Regions from separate parts of the Mus musculus genome. Here all the other regions are linked to region 4. A link is a contact called in public promoter capture Hi-C data. All regions are on one chromosome and are shown on one strand. The core of a region is the stretch at or near the end of the contact, and the rest is flanking DNA. Distances in the headings are between cores, read along the strand shown.

The links. Promoter capture Hi-C pulls out the DNA fragments that hold promoters and counts their contacts.
Region 1: a promoter capture Hi-C map of pre-B cells shows a contact between it and region 4, with 2.0 times the contacts expected there. The contact joins the promoter of Cnot6 here to the promoter of 0610009B22Rik in region 4. A contact is called at or near these places in 1 of 39 promoter capture datasets (pre-B cells) and 1 of 9 other capture datasets (pancreatic islet).
Region 2: a promoter capture Hi-C map of pre-B cells shows a contact between it and region 4, with 4 times the contacts expected there. The contact joins the promoter of Sqstm1 here to the promoter of 0610009B22Rik in region 4. A contact is called at or near these places in 2 of 39 promoter capture datasets (the 3T3-L1 cell line and pre-B cells) and 5 of 115 datasets of contacts at active chromatin or transcription factors (astrocytes, bone marrow-derived dendritic cells, embryonic forebrain and 2 more).
Region 3: a contact with region 4 is called in a promoter capture Hi-C map of liver, with 5 times the contacts expected there. The contact joins the promoter of Mrnip here to the promoter of 0610009B22Rik in region 4. A contact is called at or near these places in 5 of 39 promoter capture datasets (the C10 cell line, embryonic stem cells, hippocampal neurons and 2 more), 1 of 484 Hi-C or Micro-C datasets (B cells) and 1 of 115 datasets of contacts at active chromatin or transcription factors (astrocytes).

What each region holds. Positions count from the first base shown.
Region 1 is chr11:49,711,372-49,716,072 of GRCm38.p6, reverse strand. It overlaps Cnot6 (CCR4-NOT transcription complex, subunit 6), which reads left to right and starts at 3,351. Exons shown (of 12, transcript NM_212484.2): 1 at 3,351-3,719. Gm36411 (a long non-coding RNA gene) reads right to left here and starts at 2,601. Exons shown (of 4, transcript XR_879826.3): 1 at 1,352-2,601; 2 at 398-523.
Region 2 is chr11:50,208,327-50,212,609 of GRCm38.p6, reverse strand. Sqstm1 (sequestosome 1) reads left to right here and starts at 1,790. Exons shown (of 8, transcript NM_011018.3): 1 at 1,790-2,057. The coding sequence starts at 1,853.
Region 3 is chr11:50,171,948-50,176,552 of GRCm38.p6, reverse strand. It overlaps Mrnip (MRN complex interacting protein), which reads right to left and starts at 1,702. Exons shown (of 7, transcript NM_026543.3): 1 at 1,602-1,702. The coding sequence starts at 1,667. It overlaps Tbc1d9b (TBC1 domain family, member 9B), which reads right to left. Exons shown (of 22, transcript NM_001290760.1): 22 at 3,768-4,605.
Region 4 is chr11:51,686,204-51,690,629 of GRCm38.p6, reverse strand. It overlaps 0610009B22Rik (RIKEN cDNA 0610009B22 gene), which reads left to right and starts at 1,996. Exons shown (of 2, transcript NM_025319.2): 1 at 1,996-2,082.

The DNA of each region.
Region 1 (4,701 bases), core at 2,102-4,601, 2.0 Mb after region 4:
CATGTATTAAACCTCAGGGTGTGGAACCCTTAGACCTTAGAGCATCTCAGTCCTTCTCAGCTTGGGAGTGAGTACTTTGATCTGACAATTAAGCTTGAGGTTTACCCAAAATCCAAATGCTCAGCTTTTAGGGGTGTGGCTGAGGTAGGAACCAGTGGGAGGCACACTTCCTTCTTCATGCTTTCCTGCTTTTTAAGTTACAACCCCCCCCCCCCCATTTATAACTAACCATTCTTTTTATTTATTTCTAGTGAGGATCCAAGCCAGAGCCTTGTGTATAATGTACAAGTGCTAAACACCTGAGGTGCCCTTCAAGTCCCTAGTGATTTTTGTATAGCAATGGAAAATTAGCTTAATTCTTTGAAACCATGATGCATAGGTCAAAGCAGAAACAAACCTGCTGTCTCGTCCCGTTCTGGTTGATCCTCTAAGGTGAGTCTGCAAGGGAGCATGTTGAGCTCAGAGCAGAAGTCCTGTTTTCTGGTTTATAAGGTTTCCAGGCATCTTCTCTCAATTCTACCTGCTGGGAGTGAAACCAGGACAAATCAGACATCTTGAGAAGAGAAGAGGCTAGCAGGGGGTCTGTGAATGTAGGTGACCCAAGAGAGAATATACCTTAGGCTTCTGTGTCTTCCTGCCATTCCACTTCTGTTTCTCTTTCCCAACAGCATCATCTCATCTCATCTCTATCCCCCGCTGCCCCCACCCCCTATTCCCTCCATTTCTCCTGAATCTAGCCCAGTTACATGGGGTGTGGGCTAGATTTCCTCCTGACCAGAGCACGAAATTCTCCTGAAGATGGTATTTAGTTCAGGAATGGAAATGAAAGTCCGGCCCAGGACAAGGTCTCATTTTCTTGCTGGTCTTAAACTCTATAGAAGGTGACATTTACTTTGATTCAATATGGCTTCTCATGATGTAGTCACCATGGATGAGACTAGATCTTAGCATGTCATTAGTCCCCAAAGCAAGCCACACCTGAAGGGTATACTTTTCCTGGCCTTCAAAGCTATTTGAGTCAACTAATTCCCTTTCTTTTTCCTTAAAGCTGTTTGAACTGAATTTTGAATCGAATGAAGTCTAATATGCTAGAACTAGAGATAATAAATAATGTGAAGAAGATCGATGGAGACCTGTAAGTTTATAATACCAGATTCTATATTACTGTCCTTAGTACACGGTGATAAGGGACTGTATCAGCGTGTCAGCGATGGCCCTTGGACACTAAGCCTCCACCTTTCAGAGGACATGCCAAATTGTCAGAATTGAATACCTACCCTGGGTCCATATTTTTGGCTCTCTTGTTACGGCTTATCTTCCCCTTTGCTTACCCACTAGAAAAAACACGAACCTTCTATAATAAAGCATTCTGGTTCCTTGGCAGTTGAGTCTGTCAGGATTGGCTTGATCAGGCAGCCTTCATTACGTTTTTGTCACTGTAATCAGTTTGAACAATACCATGCATTCCTGGGGACCCCAGTCTTTGCAGGGCGAGTCTATCTCAATGGCGCTGAGTAAGTCCATCAGGCCGTGCGCGTACAACTGCTCCCTGGCTTGCCTCCTCTCTCAAATCCACACCGGGCTTGTGCTTGCTTGGTGGATGGAATACAGACAAAGAGGGATGCTTTCGAAGACTTGAGGGCTTCTGCTCCCTCCTCTTTAGATTCCTGAGCTGCCCTGATTGTGGGTCAGAATGACCTCCAGATGGAGGAGACGGTCCACAAAGCCATAAGGAAGCACTCTCACCATCGATGGAAGAGCGTTATTAAGGGACACAGAGGTGCCAGATATCCAACATTCTTCCACCTCTGTGAGGCACTGGCATGAAAGGACACAAGTGGGACGAGTAGAACTGTCTACCTAAGCATCTGATTCCAGGATTATAATGGAGTTGTTGCTTAATGAGGCTAAGGTTTTTGTTACACAACTAGGCTCCTCTGGAGGCATACAGTCACTGTCAAAAAGTGCAGCTGCCCTTGGGAAGATGAATTACACAAAGAAACCCTCTTCTCTAGGCTGGAGCACAGGTTCCCAGGGCACAGCACTGGAAAGGGAACAGGCCAGCAGGATGTCTACACCCCTGGCCCCTCCGCCTAGTTGTACCCTTTGTGTGAAATAGGCACTGAACAGCCTGAGTAGGTCAGGGCTTAAGAGTATCTTCAGGTAGCTCGTCTGCGCCTGTCATTTCCTCGTGTATGATGGGTGTCTCCATTGCCTTAACTTTTCCAGCGTCTCATGGCACTAGAAGCTTAGACTGACACTGCTATCCTGGCAAATAGCAGGCAATGATGATCTCAAGGCAATGCTGGGGCCAGGCAAACACAAACTGCCTTGAACAGAACATCTGGTTCTTGGAAAGGCTTTTGTCCCTCGCTGCTTTGCTCGCCTAGTTCTCTTCTGCCTTAGGCAACAGCCATGCAAGTCCCACATCCTGGAACGAAAGATGGGCTTCCTTGAGAGGCATTTTTTTTTTTCTTGTTAGTTCCTGGAAGCCATTTCACGCTCAGTTCTGGGCTGATCTGCCACGGAGGTCGGGGTAGCTATTTTCCTTCACACAATTCCTGTCAGTCTATATCGCCAGTGTATTTGAAGCCTGTTGGGCGTTACTCTTGCCCGTACACCATGACGCTGACTCGACAAGGTGGAGCTTGATTAATCCCTGTGTCCTGAATACCAGCCAAGTACTTTTTCCTGATGTAAGTATCATTAATCAGCCCATTCCTTTTCCGGTTTACCTGAAACCACATGTCCTGAGTAGACTATGTTAGCCCTCGAATGCAGCTATAGTTCGTTACTTAAATTAGGACCCCATAATTTAAAAAACAAACAAACCCTGCCTATTAATTATTTTTTTCCTGCATAGTTAGGGCAGGAACAATTAGTTGACTATTGAAGAGTGTAAGTTTTCTTTCTCGGAAGATCAAGACACTGGATAGGGTTAAACGTCTGAGAATTTAATCTGTGCTCCCAAGTGATTGACAGGCCAAGGAAAAAGCAAAATGAATCAAGAGGAGGAAAAAAAAATCAAGGGTAAAGTGGAGATAAAAGTGGACGAGAAAGAAAAAGAGCAACTAAACCGCGGAGAAACAGCTTTAGGAGAGGAGGAGACAGAAGGCGCGGAGAAGGAAAGGCGCAGAGAGAGCGGGAAGAGAGGCTGGGAGGGCGGGCAGGAGCGCGCCGGGCCGGCTCACTGCTCCGAGACCGGGGGGAACGCGGACGGGGCTAAAGCGTCGGGCTGCCAAGAGTCCACCCCCGCACGACGCGGGATAGTCGCGCCCAGCAGCGTCAGCCAATGAGAAGCCGGGATGTTGGAGAGGCGGCGGTGAGCGGGGCGTTCGCTGGCTGGGGTGGGAGGGGGACGGCGGCCGCCGCCATGATGCTTGTTTGCTTTCAATGAAAACGAGGGGGGCGCGGAAGAGGAGGCGTCGGCGTCGGTGGCGGCGGCGTCGACGGCGCGGAGGCGAAGGCGGCGGCCGGCGCGGCGAGGAGGGCGAGGCCGGGGTCCGAGAGGGCGGCAGAGCGTAGCGGCGGCTCGTGGGGTCCGGGGCGGCCGAGGCGGGCGGCTGAGGAGCGGCGGCCGAGGAGGGGGAACAAAGAGCGGCGGCGGAGGCGCTGCAGCAGCGGGCGGGACTGGTATGGTGGTTCCACAGGGCAGACCCCGCTGCACTCATCGGGAGGAGGCGGCGGCAGCGGCGGAGGAAGGCGGCGCAGCTCGAGAGGTGAGCGCGACGGGCCCGAGCGACGTCCCGCCGAGGCTCTGCTGCCTGCGCTCCCCCATCCCCCCCCAGGGGTCGCGCCCCGGCGGGGACCCCGAGCGCGCACTCGCGCACAACTTAGGAGTTCTCGGAGTGACGTCTGTCCGTCCCCCTCCTTCACACACAGCGATCGCCATCCCGTCGGTCCCCTGGCCGCGCCCCCCGCGCGGAGTCCCGGGGCTCGGCCTGGGTTGGGGGTGGGGGGTGGGAGTGTTGATTGACGGCAGTGCGGTGGCGTACAGAGGGCGGTGGCGTGAACCCTGGCTTCTCGGACCCCCGCCTCCGGCCGGTCACGCACCTCAAGAGAGGAGCTGGGGTGCCGGGACTAGGGACAAACCGGTGGCAACTTTGGAGAAGTGGCTGTGCTGGGGGGGGGGGGGTGTGCACTGTGCGGCGTGGAACTTGGCACTCCGTGGATTGACTTAATGCTCACCCTTTTTCTCCTAAAGTATTTTAAAGTCCGTTTAACGCAGATATTGGTAGGGGCGGGGCGGATTACGTGGCCAAAGAAGTGATTATCAGCTGAAGAGATTATTGGACTCAGGACTCAAGTACTAATTTCTGGAAGAAAATTTCCCTAGTTTAACCTAGTTTCAAAGACAGTGGTTATTTACTTTGGTGACCCCCCCTTCCCCCCCCCCCCCCCCCCCGCCTTGACTCTTTCTACCCTGACAACGGTCTTCAGAGACTGCTCATAAGCAACTGTAATTCTTTACTTTTAACTGTTTCTGCAAGTGACAACATTGTGCACAGGCCATCTTGTTACTGTGTTTAAATAATCTGCTAGAATTTGAGTACAGGTAAACCTGTTTTACAGGTAGATTGCCTGATTGACTACTAGGTCTAAATTCTTCTCTGCCTCTGCTTGGAATTTTAACTTTGGAGAATAAATGAAAAAACAATTCGGTGTGTAATAGCACTGTCTTTCCCACACTAGAAATTTTCA
Region 2 (4,283 bases), core at 541-3,040, 1.5 Mb after region 4:
GAGACCCTGCCTCAGGGAGACGACTTGAGCTCCAATTCTGCCCTGCATGTCTTCTCCCATGACTTTGACTCAGCAGGTCTAGTCCTATGGAAAGGACCATACCTAGAAGGCCTTACAGGGTGACACCCTTCTCAGCCTCTAGCCTTCCCAGGACTGGGTTCCTGCTAAGAGCTCATTTTACTTTATTCATTTAATTTGTGGTTTGTTTTTATTTTTCCCTGAGACAGGGTTGCTCTGTGTAGCCCTGGCTGTCCTGGAACTCACTCTGTAGACCAGGCTGGCCTTGAACTCAGAAATCCACCTGCCTCTGCCTCCCAAGTTCTGGGGTTAAAGGCATGTGCCACCACTGCCCTGCTTAATTTGTTTTTTTTTTGAGAGTAGGACTTGCTATGCAAGCCTGGCCGAGCCTTGAATTAGAATTCCTCTTGACTCAGCTTCCCAAGGGCTGGGGTTACAGATGTGTGTCATCATGCTAGCTAACAGGTCACTCTGGCCACAGAAAGCAGCATTTCCTGGTTTTGGCGTTTGTATTGGGGGTTGAACCTAAGATGTAACACATACTAGGCAGGTGCTCTGTCACTGAGCTATATCCCTATGCACCAAATTCCCATTAATGATATCTCCCGGGTATATCCCTACTAAGCTAAATCCTCATGACCTGTATCCCTACTAAGCTAAATCTCTATAAGCTGTATCCCTACTAAGCTAAATCTCCTGTATCCTTACTAAACTGTATAGCCAGATTCTTTATTCCCGCCCCCCAGCACCCAGACTTTTTTTCTTTCTTAGAAGCCTCATGCAGCCAAGGCTGGCTTTGAACTCTGGAACCTCTGACCTCCCAAGTACTAGGATCACTTTCTATTTTGAAACAGTTTCACCAAGTTGCTCAAGCAGAATATCTTGAACTTGGTCTTTTCCTGCCTCAGCACCTCAAACAGCTGGAATAACCAACCTGTGGCACAGGACTGGCTATAGCTTGTATTTTGGTTCCTAGATGGAGGGCAGGTGGTCTGATCCCTTTGTGCTTTGAAGCCACTAAGGCCTGAGATACATGTACCTTCCGAGAGAGAGAGAGAGAGAAAGAGAGAGAGAGAGAGAGAGAGAGAGAGAGAGAGAATATGAATGTGTGTGTATGTGTGTGTGTGTCTGGGCTGCAGTGAGGAATCTCTGGTTGCAATGAACAGGTTGTGACTACTGCTGCCTCTGGAGCCCTGGCTACCCCTCTTACAGGGTGGGTTTGTGAGAAGTCACCAGTGCTTGTCCAACACCTCTCAACCTGATCTTTGTTAAATTGGGTGAGGCCTAAGATGGTGGGTGATGTTCCTTTATTCAGTGAGGGGCTGGTCATGGTGGATGCCTGGAAGGGGGTGGGAGTGGGGGCTACTACCGGGGACACTATGTTTAGGAGGGTCGGAATAGCATCCTGTGAGACAGCCTGTTTGGCTAAAAGAATGGCTACCTGACAGTAGACATCTGTGTCCTCCTAGCTTCTGGGCCGTACATCCCCCCTGGCTTGGGGACGACACTGCTGAGTCATAGGCAGGCCCAAGCCTGGGAGGTACCTAGGCTCGATACTTACGGGTCCTTTTCCCAACGACTTGAGGCTGAGGCTGGTCTCTTGTGGTCACCCATGTATTCGGTGGGAAAGAAAAGAGTAGGCAGTGGGGTCGTCTCGACCCCGTACCTTTCAAGGGTCCCATCAAGGGGGCTCCAGCGGCCGCCCCAGCCTAGGGGAGGGGCGGGGCTCATAGAGGCTCCGCCCCCACGAGGCGGGGCTCCCCCGTTTTCTATAAAAGCTGGGCTCTCGGCGCCGCCGCTGCCCAGCTGTTTCGTCCGTACCTAGACCGCGGTTATGGCGTCGTTCACGGTGAAGGCCTATCTTCTGGGCAAGGAGGAGGCGACCCGCGAGATCCGCCGCTTCAGCTTCTGCTTCAGCCCGGAGCCGGAGGCGGAAGCCCAAGCCGCGGCCGGCCCGGGGCCCTGCGAGAGGCTGCTGAGCCGAGTGGCTGTGCTGTTCCCCACGCTGAGGCCTGGCGGCTTCCAGGCGCACTACCGCGGTGAGGGCCTGGGGCGGGGAAGCCAACCTCCCCCGCCAGGGAGTAGTAGGTCTGGGCGAGGACGAGGCGGCGTGTCCTCTGGCTCCCCGCGGGGACAGGGTGGTCAGGCGGCCGCTCAGGTTACATCTAACATCCAGCGGTTCGCTTGCTCCCCGTAACGCCCGGTGGTGGGTTCAGTTAAAGCCCCGGAAGACCTGGGACCAGGCAGACGTGGAGGAGGGGTGGAGAGGAGTGACGCGGATAAATAAGCAGCGGGGGCGGGGTGGGGCAGCCCGTGGGAAGGGAGGTAGGGGACCCCGGAACTAGCTCAGTCTCTTGCGTTGGAGTGGCTGGTGGCTGCATGGGGTGGAGCTAGAGGTTGTTGACAAGAGACGAGTGGACAAGACCCTCCCTGTGGGAGGGAATGGTTTTGCGATCTCTATGGAGGACTGTGGGTAGGCCAGGTTGGTTGGTCAGTCTCTCTCTTTTCTGAAATAAAGCCACGTAGCCTGATTGGCCTGGAATTCACGAGTGGTTTAGGCCGTCCTCAATCACTCCAATCCTCTTGTCTCAATTTTCTAGTGCAGGAATCACAGGGACTACTGGACAGAAAATTTTCAGTGTAACTGCGTTATAACCTAGGACCTGTGCAATTCACCCAGTAAAAGTGTATAACGATTATTCTTTCGTATTAGCAGAGACAGGTCTTACTATATGGCCGGGATGGCCTGTATCTCTAAATTGTCCTTCTGAGTCATCTTTGTGCTAGGCATCCAGTCCAGGGCTTCATGCATGTTAGGCCCTCGAGCAACTGAGCTACCTCCCCAGCTCCTTGCATTTAAAAAAAAAAAATGAGTTGTATAACTATTTTCACATTCGGCTTAGAATCTCTTCATTGTTTTATAAATTTTATTTATATATTACATAAAAATTATATAACAATTATTGTAATAATTATTATTTTATTATATAATTTTTTTCCTGTTTGTCATCTTGTATCCTTTCCAGTTCCAGGCAATGGCTGGTCTACTTTAGTATTCATTTTACTATTAGGAATTAGAACACATTAAAATGGCTTTTTTTTTTTTTTTTGGTTGCTTTTTCAAGACAGGGTTTCTCTAGGTAGCTTTGGCTGGTCTGTAGACCAGGCTGGCACAGTGAATCTTTGTTCATTCACTTATTAATATGTCTAAGGCCCATTTGTATTACAGCTCTCACTAGTACATCTTCCCCCCTCCAGTACTGGGAATTGAACCTAGGGCTTTGCATATGCTAGTCAAGGGCTCTATTTCTGTACATGGGCAGTATTTAATTTCTTTTTGTGTATGAAGAATAGTCTTCTTTGAATATGTCATGTTTAATTTATCTGGTCTGTAGTTTATGGACACTGTTTCTTTTGAGGCAATCTCTCTCATCTCCCTTATGGTAGCTGTTGCTAAATGGTTGCTCAGAGGCTCAGTCCAGCCTGCAGGTGTGTGGTTTTGGCCTGTATAAGGTTTTTGTACTGTATCAGGTTTTATACAGACTATTTGTACTGACATAGAAGCATATGGCTGTGATCCCAGTTATTGTGAGCTAACAAAATGAAGCCAGATGGGTTTGAGAAATCGCTCAATGGTTAAAGCCTTGGCTGCTCTTCTAGAGGACCCAAGTTCTGTCCCTAGCACTCATCACAGCTGCAGGTCCTGGAGACCCAACACCTCTTCTGGCCTTTGTGGCACACACATACACTTAAGTGTGTGTGTGTGTGATGTGTACATACAATATTAAAAAAACAAAACAAAACCTGGAAGCCTGGTTGCATGTTTGTAATCCCAGCACGAAGGCGGCTCATCCACAGGTTGTAGGCTGTCCTGCTCTAAGTAGTGTCAGGCCAGGTAGGGCTACATACTAAGATCCTGCCCCTGAAAGCAGAAAACATAGAATTGACAAAAACAGAACAAACAACAACCTCAGAACAACTTAGATGCCAGGCATGGTGGCTGCACGCCTTTAATCCCAGCACTTGGGAGGCAGAGGCAGGCAGATTTCTGAGTTCGAGGCCAGCCTGGTCTACAAAGTGAGTTCCAGGACAGCCAGGGCTATACAGAGAAACCCTGTCTCAAAAAACAAAACAAAAAAACACCAAAAAACCCAAGAACAACTTAGATGGAGCCTGAATGTAGTGGTTTCTAGCTGTCTAGTTGAAGGGAGGGGACAGATGGACTTACGTCCTTTACTTCTGAAGCCTGAGGCCTTTGAAGGGCT
Region 3 (4,605 bases), core at 453-2,952, 1.5 Mb after region 4:
GTAGCCACGTGAGCCTGTGTTCACAGGACTGTCGGAGGTGGGAATGGGGTCAATGGGGACTGCTGGCTGCCAGCCTAGCTCCAGGTTCAGTGATAGACCCTGTTCCAGAGAAATAAGGTGGAAAGACAGCAGAACTAATGTTCCTTTCTGGCCTCCATGTGCTTATCTGCATACAAGCATGCATATAACAGACACACAGACAGACAGACAGACACACAGACACACACACTACATGCGCATGCGAGCACAGAGTGGGGCAGGAATTCCAGAGCTGGAGATATGCCTCTGTGGCAGCTAGTACATTGGAGATACAGTTCATCAGTTAAGAGAATTGGCTGCCCTTGTAAAGGACCTAAGTTCTGTTCCTAGCACCAATGTGGCAGCTCACAACTGTCTGTCCCTCTAACTCCAGGAGATCTAAGACCCTCTTCTGGCTTCTGTGGGTACCACATTTTATGGGGTGCAGACATACATGCAAGGCAAACCATACACATAAAAATAATTTTTTTATATAGATACAAAAGCTCCTTGAAGAAATGTCATGAAAGATTATGCTTAACTATACAAAGAGATCTAGGCTGATTCGTAAGTCTCCTGGGACTGACGTGGCATTAGAGATATATACTCTAGATATTCAGGAAGCTGAGGCCAGGGATTAGGAATTAGAGGTCAATCTAAAGTAAATATTGAAATTATGTCTTGGCAACACCCTCAAAACCAAACCAAATTCCACCCCCTAAAACAATAAAACCACTACCACCAAGACTAAGATTTGGGTTGGGGATCAGCTCAGAAGTTAACTAATAAGGTTGAGGCAGGAGGATCTAGAGCCTGGAGCCAACTTGACGTATGAAACAAAGCCTCTCAAACAAACACCGACCACTATCCCCTTTAACCATTTATGGGTTGTGCTGGCTCTAATGAGCATGGAGGTAACTATTACCACGAAGATAAGGCTGCAGGTAGAGGCACCAAGTGACATCCGGGCCCACCAAGGGGAATGTCAAAATGGAGTCCAAACTGCTTATACATTATTCAGTTTTGCTTGTTTTGAAACAGGGTCTCGGATAACCCTGGTTGGCCTCAAACTCGCTAAGCCCTCCTACCTTCATTCATTGCCATGCCTAATCCCATTTTTGGGCTGTGGGAATGTTAGGCGAACACCCAACCCTAGGGCTTTTAAAGCTCACCATTCACTGTAATAAAACTGAGAAGAGACACTGAGTGTAATGATGGGCTAGGTTCTGCGTAGAGGACGCTACTCCTCAACCTGGATTCCTGACCATTTTGCTAGTATCCAATGGAAGCCGCCTCAGAAGAAACAACTACTGTGGATTCTACAACGATCATGCAAAAAACCGACATACACTGGGCTGGGTGGTAGCTCAGTGGAAGAGCGCGCCCACAGCTCTGAGCAGAACCCTCAGCAGCAACAACAGATAAACACAAACAAAATGGCAGAGGCGTGTTGTGAAGTGACAGCAACGAAGCACAGCCTTCAGCCTCGTCACTGTCATTTCCCATGGCCATATGAGACGCGGCCCTCCATATCTCGCCCACCGTCCTGCTAGGAAAGAGGGTGAGGCAGACGCCCACCCCACCTGATGCGCCTGAAAGATGTGGCAGCTGCAGCACCGTAGAACCCGAGACTGCTGAGCCGGCGCCATTCAGGACTCACTCTCCCGCCGTGAGCTCGGGCTCTGCAATCCCGCCCAGGCTCCGCCCAACCTGCGCTGGTTCCGGCCCCTCTAGGCTCAGCTCCACCTCGCATGCCCTGGTGCGTCTCTCCGTTCTTCTCTGACTGAGTCGGCCCCGCCCCTGAGAGCTCTTGAGCCGCTCTAGCCCACTGTCTCGGTGGTCACTGTTCGCCTCTCCGGCCTCCCAACCCCGCCTCCATCCCCTGACAAGCATAAAAAACAAATCAAATCAAAACAAACCAAATCAAGTCAAATCAAATCAAATCAAATCAAAACAACAACAACACAACCCGAGCTGGTGTTCCTACGTGTTTGGTCCATCGCCTTTGGCTCTCTGACTCGGAGCAGGGACGGTGCTTTTCTACAGCCAGGACATCTTTGCATGGCTGACATTATAAACTATCTTGGTTTTGAATTAAAACTGTCGTGTGACTGTGATCTCAGCATTTACAAGACGGAGGCAGGAAAACGTCAAATTAAAGGTCCTTTATCGCCGGGCGGTGGTGGCGCACGTCTTTAATCCCAGCACTTGGGAGGCAGAGGCAGGCGCACTTCTGAGTTCAAGACCAGCCTGGTCTACAAAGTGAGTTCCAGGACAGCCAGGGCTACACAGAGAAACCCTGTCTCAAAAAACAAACAAACAAAAACAAAACAAAAACAAAAAAACAAAACAAAAACAAAACAAACAAAACAAAACAAAAAAGGTCCTCTTTCCCTCCAGAGTCTGAGGCTAGTTTGGGATACAACATTGTAGGAAAATGGATGGGTCTGGAAAGTATATTTTTTATACTTTTTATATTTTTTATTTTTTATATATTTTTTGAGACTGGATCTTACTATGTAGCTGTAGCTCGCTGGCTTTAACTGCTCCTGCAGAGGACCCATATTCAGCTCCTAGCACCTACATGGCAGCTCACGAGTATCTGTAACTCTGTGGGTGCTAGGCATGAACATGGTAAATATACATACATGCCGGCAAACATTCATACTTATAAAATTAGTAAATATTTCAAAAATAAACAAAGTCATTCTAGAGCTCAGTGGTTAAGTCACTAGAGTCCTGTCTCTTCCCCCTGAAACCTGAGATTAAGGCATACCCCCAGGCTGGCTTCTTTTCTTTCTTCTTTTTATTTTTCTTCCCTCTCTGTGTAGCCCTGGCTATTCTAGAATTCCTTCCCTCTGTAGACCAGGCTGGCCTCAAACCCACAGAAACCTGCCTAATTCTGGCCACCTAAGTGCTGAGATTAAAGGCATGCTCCACCACCACCTGGCTTAATTGGTATTTTGAAACCATAAACTTTACAAGATTGGTGTTGAAGGATCATACTGTGAACCCCAAGAGTGTATACTGGAAAAAAACCTGTCTTTAGTTGTGGTGTGGCTTAGCCCTAGTTCACACCTTTAATCCAAGAGTTTTGAAAGATAACTGATCACACTATAAGATTGTATACTGGAAAAATCTGTTCCTAGTTGTGGTGTGGCTTAGCTCTAGCACACACCTTTAATCCAAGAGCTGTTTCTTGTAAACAAGATTGAATAAAGTCAACCATAGGTATGGAGGCTGAACAAGCAACCAGTTGACAGGGAGTGAACACAGGAATAAAACTATAGAAAGTAAGAGGAAGTCAGGAGCATGGATAGAGAGACACACAGGATATAGGAAGGAGGGACATTCAGTTGGAAAGGTTTTTAAGACAGTGTGGAGAAAGAAATTTTATTTTTCCTTCTGGGATGTGGGTTGAAGAAGGTCAGTTGGGTACTTTCTCTTTTCTGAGCTAGTAGGCTTTCACCAGCATGTCTGGCTCCTGAGTCTTCACTTGGTAAAATCAAATGTTTGGGATTTTTTTTACAAAGAACAGACTAGTGGTTGCCTGGCGCTGGGAGAGGGAGCAAGAATGTACTGTAAGTGGATCTAAGGGCTGATAGAGACGATCCAGAAGGGAACAGGAATCTACTGTAAGTGGACCTAAGGGATCTTCCTGGGCTGATAGAGATGATCCAGAATTGTGTTCAGATGGTAACTCAGCAGGTTTACTAGAAATCACCGTTTTGTACTTTAAACAAACAAAGTAATTTTTAAAAAATTTTTTATTTAGTATTTGTGTGGTGGTGTGGGCAGAGACCAGCATGTCCCATTTCATCGCTCTGCGTTATTCCCTTGAGGCAGGGTTTCTCACTGAACCTGAAGCTGGCTATCTGGTTAGGCTGCCCATCTCTGATCACCAGCACTGGGGCACAGGTGGGCATGACCATGCCCAGCTTTTACATTCGTGCTGGGAATCAGCAAAGTTTAAAGTATTGTTGTAAATAATACCTAATGTCTTCTTATTTATTTTAGCTTTTTGAGACAGGATCTCCACATGTAGCTTAGGGTTGGCCTCAAACAACACAATTGTCTTACTTCATCCTCAAGGGCAGGATTATAGACATGCCACCCACCGCACTTGGCTTTATCAGGATCCATTTGTTGGTAGAAGCAAAAGCAGCTCTTGGGCACATGGATGCCTCTGTCCTGCTAAACAGCCAGGGCTAACTCATGGCTGAGTCCTGCTCTGGCCATGTCTGCTTCCTGAACCAAAGGGCTGACAACTTGGTGTGACTCAGGCCTGAGGATGTATCTACTATATTCATACATCTTTGGACACTGAGCCTAAGACCTGTGACTACAGTTACTGTGTACCATGGAAAGTCTAGCAATCCCCTCACCTACTACAGGCAGCCAAGTGAACTGAACTCCCCACAATGCTTTCTGGGCCATATACCTGACTTGGGAAGAAAGCATACACAGACTGAAAGCCACAGGAAAAGCACTGCACACAGTGTGCTTTTTCTTTCTTTCAGGGATTTATTAAGGCATTGAGCACAGTGTGGTTTTTAGCCAACTAAAATGAGGGCAGGGTTCTAGAGG
Region 4 (4,426 bases), core at 747-3,246:
CCATGTGGTTGCTGGGATTTGAACTCCAGACCTTCGGAAGAGCAGTCGGGTGCTCTTACCCACTGAGCCATCTCACCAGCCCCTAGCCTTATGTTTTTAATTCACGTTTTATATTGCTCAAGATTTTTGTTGATGTTGTTTTGTTTTTTCAAGATGGTTTCTCTCTGTAGCCCTGGCTATTCTGGAACTTACTCTGTAGGTCAGGTGGCCTTGAACTCAAAATCCAACTGTGTCTGCCTCGAGTGCTGGGATTAAAGGCATGTACCACCACCACCCAGCTCAATGTGTTTTTAATGCATATAATCCACTTATTTCTGAGCATCTCAAACACACTTATTTTTAGAACGTTCTGTAAGATCCTCAAGCTAGGCATAAGTTTAAAGCCAGTCAAGGCTACTCAGGAGACTGTCTCAAAAAGCAAAGCAAAGAGTGATAAGGTTGACACACGACTTTAACTTCTGGCCTCTACACATGTATACAAAGCCAAAAAGTGTTCTAACACATAAATATGCACACACTGACTTAGTTTCCTTAATTGGAAGTCAGGAAAGCAGTCAGCCTCAGTAATGGAAATTTGTGAGCTGCTACACAAAACAAACATGTTCATATTTCTACGGCTCAAATGATAACTGGAGACTTCTTGTAGCAGACACTTTTATTCCCTTCCTCCCTAACTCCCATTCCTATCAAGATGACCAGAGGTTTAGGACAATGACTTTTTTGTGCCTTCAATTTTGAAGGGAGATGAAATGGATGGATAAACATGCTGCTTATGTAGAAGTGGGCAGGTACCTGACCAAAGCAAAGGAGATGTAAGAAATCAGTTTTGTTATTTATCTATCAAAGGTAGGTAGGTAGTCTGCCATTGGCCAATATTCCAAAAATTTTCTTCACTACCGCCAATAAAAGAAAGCTGCTTCACTCAAACAAACAAACAAACAAACAAACATCTTCTCCACCTAGTAAAGTTTTGTTTATAAACCTCATGCATCCTTTCTCCCTCCTGAATTCCCTGCTGCCTGGAATACAGACCTTTAACTCCATTCCTCTAAGCTTATTCTTTCAGAACTAGCCAAGCATGAAGGTCGGACCCCAGCCACTGGGGAAAAGACACCATGATTTTGATCCTGAAACACCTTTTTTACAAATAGAACGTGCCTTGTAGAGCTACTTCGCTTTGTTTATGTTTCTAGCAAACACAAAACGAAAACAGAAATGCCAAACTTTATCTTTAGTCACTCTGTGGCCCCAGAGAGAAGTCAATGATTTTTAGCCAAAGTAGCTTCGAAATGTCTGTTTAAGGGAAGAAGGAATTCAGGACGCCAACGCTAGATAAGTCTCACTATAATAAACACATAAGGAAAACCTGTGAACAATGCAGACATACACTTGAAAGAGCAGAGTCCTTGATGATTAACAGCACCTAACACCAGTGATTTGCGCCCTAAACCACCCTCCCATTACGCATTTCCGCCCACGCATACGGCCAGCACCGTCTGGACACAAGCGCCCGGTGCTGCAACCTCCATTTTGCTTTCTGGCATTCTTGTAGTTAAAAGCTCCGCCTCACTTGGCAGTCTGGTCCACATCTCCCGCCAGGCTTCCGGTCTCTACACCTCCAGGCGAACGTCAGTGACAACATAAGCAAGTACGCGTGCGGTGAAGGCAAGGATTGCTCTAAGAGCCAGAGGAGGCCCGCGGGGACCCCGACGTCCCATGAGGCCTTGACCCAAGATGGCGGACAAAACCCTTAGCGCAGCCTTGCTCAGAGACGCATGTGCGCATGCCCGGTCGACTGAGCTGCCCTGATCCAAGATGGCGGCCGGACCGGGGCTGGGGACGGGCTTAGCGCGTTACTGAGCATGCTCAGTCTTCCGTCACTTGCGTCAGGTCGGCAGCCGGCGCAGGCCGCTCAGTCCTTCCCGGAGAGGCGGGAACATGTACGCATGCGCAGTGAGCAGTCTCGGCTAGTCGGTGGGCGGAGCTACCCCGCGGGGTGGACGTTGAGTGTGTGTGATGGCCGGCTGACCTGCTTTCCTCTTTGAGCTTGTCTGCCCCTGAACTAGAGGGAAGTCGGCTTAGGTGAGGTATTTATAGTTGTCAAAATCCCGCACTCGCCTGTGATCCCAGCGCTCAGGAGCCCGGAGGGATTGCCTCAAGTGCTGTAGGACAGCAAGACCCTGCCCAAAGCAAAAAGTCGGGAGCTAGAGACTGGGAAAGTGGGGGCCGTCCAGGGAGGCTGGGCACATACAGTTCAGTCACTTTCGTGGGTGCGTACTTTGAGTTTTCCTTGGGATTTGTGGCTCAGGGGCAGAGCCCTTGCCTAGCACCTGGAGGTTTGGGATTTGGTCCCCAGCACCAGAAATAAACAGTTAAAGAGGGGCAGTGTAAGATAATCGCAGCACTGGAAAGGGGGAGCTAGGGTAAGGAATTCAAGCCATTTTCTGATACTTGTAGGCCAGTCTGGGCTTCATAAGACCTTTTATTTTATTTTTTAAAAAAGGTTAATAACAAAATAAAATAGCAAAATGTACGGGTTTATTTAATGGACTCTGTCATCGTGTTGTAAATGAATCTGTGGGTAAATAGATGTATCGCCATCTTTAATAGCCCCAAAGCAAGGATGACAGTCCATCCTAGTATCTTTAGTTATCCTTTGGCAGGTTCATCCATGTGTTTTAATGTGGTTTTCAGCCCTTGTCACCCTCTCATCCCACACCCACTGAACCCCCTTTCCCTTCTATTTTCATATCTATACATTTTTTAAAATTATTATTATTGTGGATGTATGTGACACATCATGGGAGTGCCTGCTTGCTATATGGTACATGTGTAAGAGAGGACAACTTTGTGAAGTTGATCATCTCCTCCTCCTCCTCCTGTCTTCTTTCTTCTTGTGACAGAGTCTCTTTCTGTAGCCCTGACTGTCCTGGAACTTGCTTTGCAGAACAAGCTAGCTTTGAACTCACAGATCCTCTAGCCTCTGCCTACTGAGTTCTGGACTGAGCATGCGTGTGTACCCACTGAGTTTAACTTGGGTATTTATGGGTAGGGGTTTATTTATGGAGCATACACAATTTAATGGTGGATACACCAATGAGGAAAAACGAGTCCCCTGAACCAGCAGCCATTATTTACTTGTTTTCAAGAATAGGTGAGATTCTTTAATTCTTCGGAAATTTTTAGTGGAAACTTAGGTCCTCTGAAAGAGCAACCAATGATCTTAACCACCAAGACCTCCACTGAAAGCCTTGATTAAATTCCTAAAGCTATAGTTTTTATTTTATGACGTGTCTCTTAAACGATAGTCCCTTATCCTGGGTTTTTTGGTTTTTGGTTTTTGTTTTTTTTTTTTTTTTTTTTATCACTCTGGAACTAGCTGCTGGTCTATAGAAACCCATTTGTTTCTCTATTGATCTTGTTTCCTGTTGCCTTGCTAAGTCTGCCCTTACATGGTTCCATAGGACATTTTATGTATAAGATTATATCATCTTCAAATAGTTTGGACTTCATAGTCCAAATGCTTTTTATTTCTTTGTTTTGGTTTAGCTTTTGAAACAGTTTTTCTGTGTATCCCTGGCTGTCCTGGAACTAGATCTGTAGACCAGACTGGCCTTGAACGCACAGGAACTTGCCTGCCTCTGCCTCCCTGGTGCTGGGGCTGTCCCCACCCCCCAATGTAGTGATTTTTTTTTTTTAATTCTTCCCATTAACTTTGTTTCCCTGCCTGCTATCTCCAGTAAAGTACTCAATAGAAGTGGTAGAAGGGAGGTATACTTTCTGCATTCCTAAACTTTAGCCAAAGGATGGAGTTGTGATCTTTCCTTGTTTCTGGTTTTAAGAAAAAAGCTTTTAGTTTGTAGGATGTTGTTGTTTTGTTTTTAAAGACAGCATCTCAGACTTTAGCCCAGGCTGGCTGAAACTCACTATGTAGCCCAGGTGGTGGCCGCAAATCCCTGAGAGTCTTCCTGCCCCAGTCTCTCCCAGTGCTGGGATCGGGTGTAAGCTACCACTGCCCTGGTAGTCTTTGACAGTAACTGTAAAAAGTATTTTGGATTTGTTGATGGTGATGTCCTTTTTTTTTTTTTTTTTTCAGTTTAAGAAATTCCCTCTCAAACCCTGTGTGTGTGTGTGTGTGGAGGGGGGATTCCCTCTTTTTGTATTATTTTTTTTCAATCAATGGAAAGATGGTAGGTTTTTGCCAGGTTCATTTTCTGAACCTATCGAAATTATCCAGATGCTAAGCAGCTTTCCCTTTATTTCATAAATAGGACCAAAAAAAAAACCCAAAGATGTGGGAAATATGAATGCAAATTTAGTGTATGGTAGCTCTATCATTTTAAATCAGTGGGGAGGGGTAAAATGTTAATAAATATAGCTAGGTGTGGTGGCTAATGCCTGTAATACCAGCAGTTATGAGACTAAG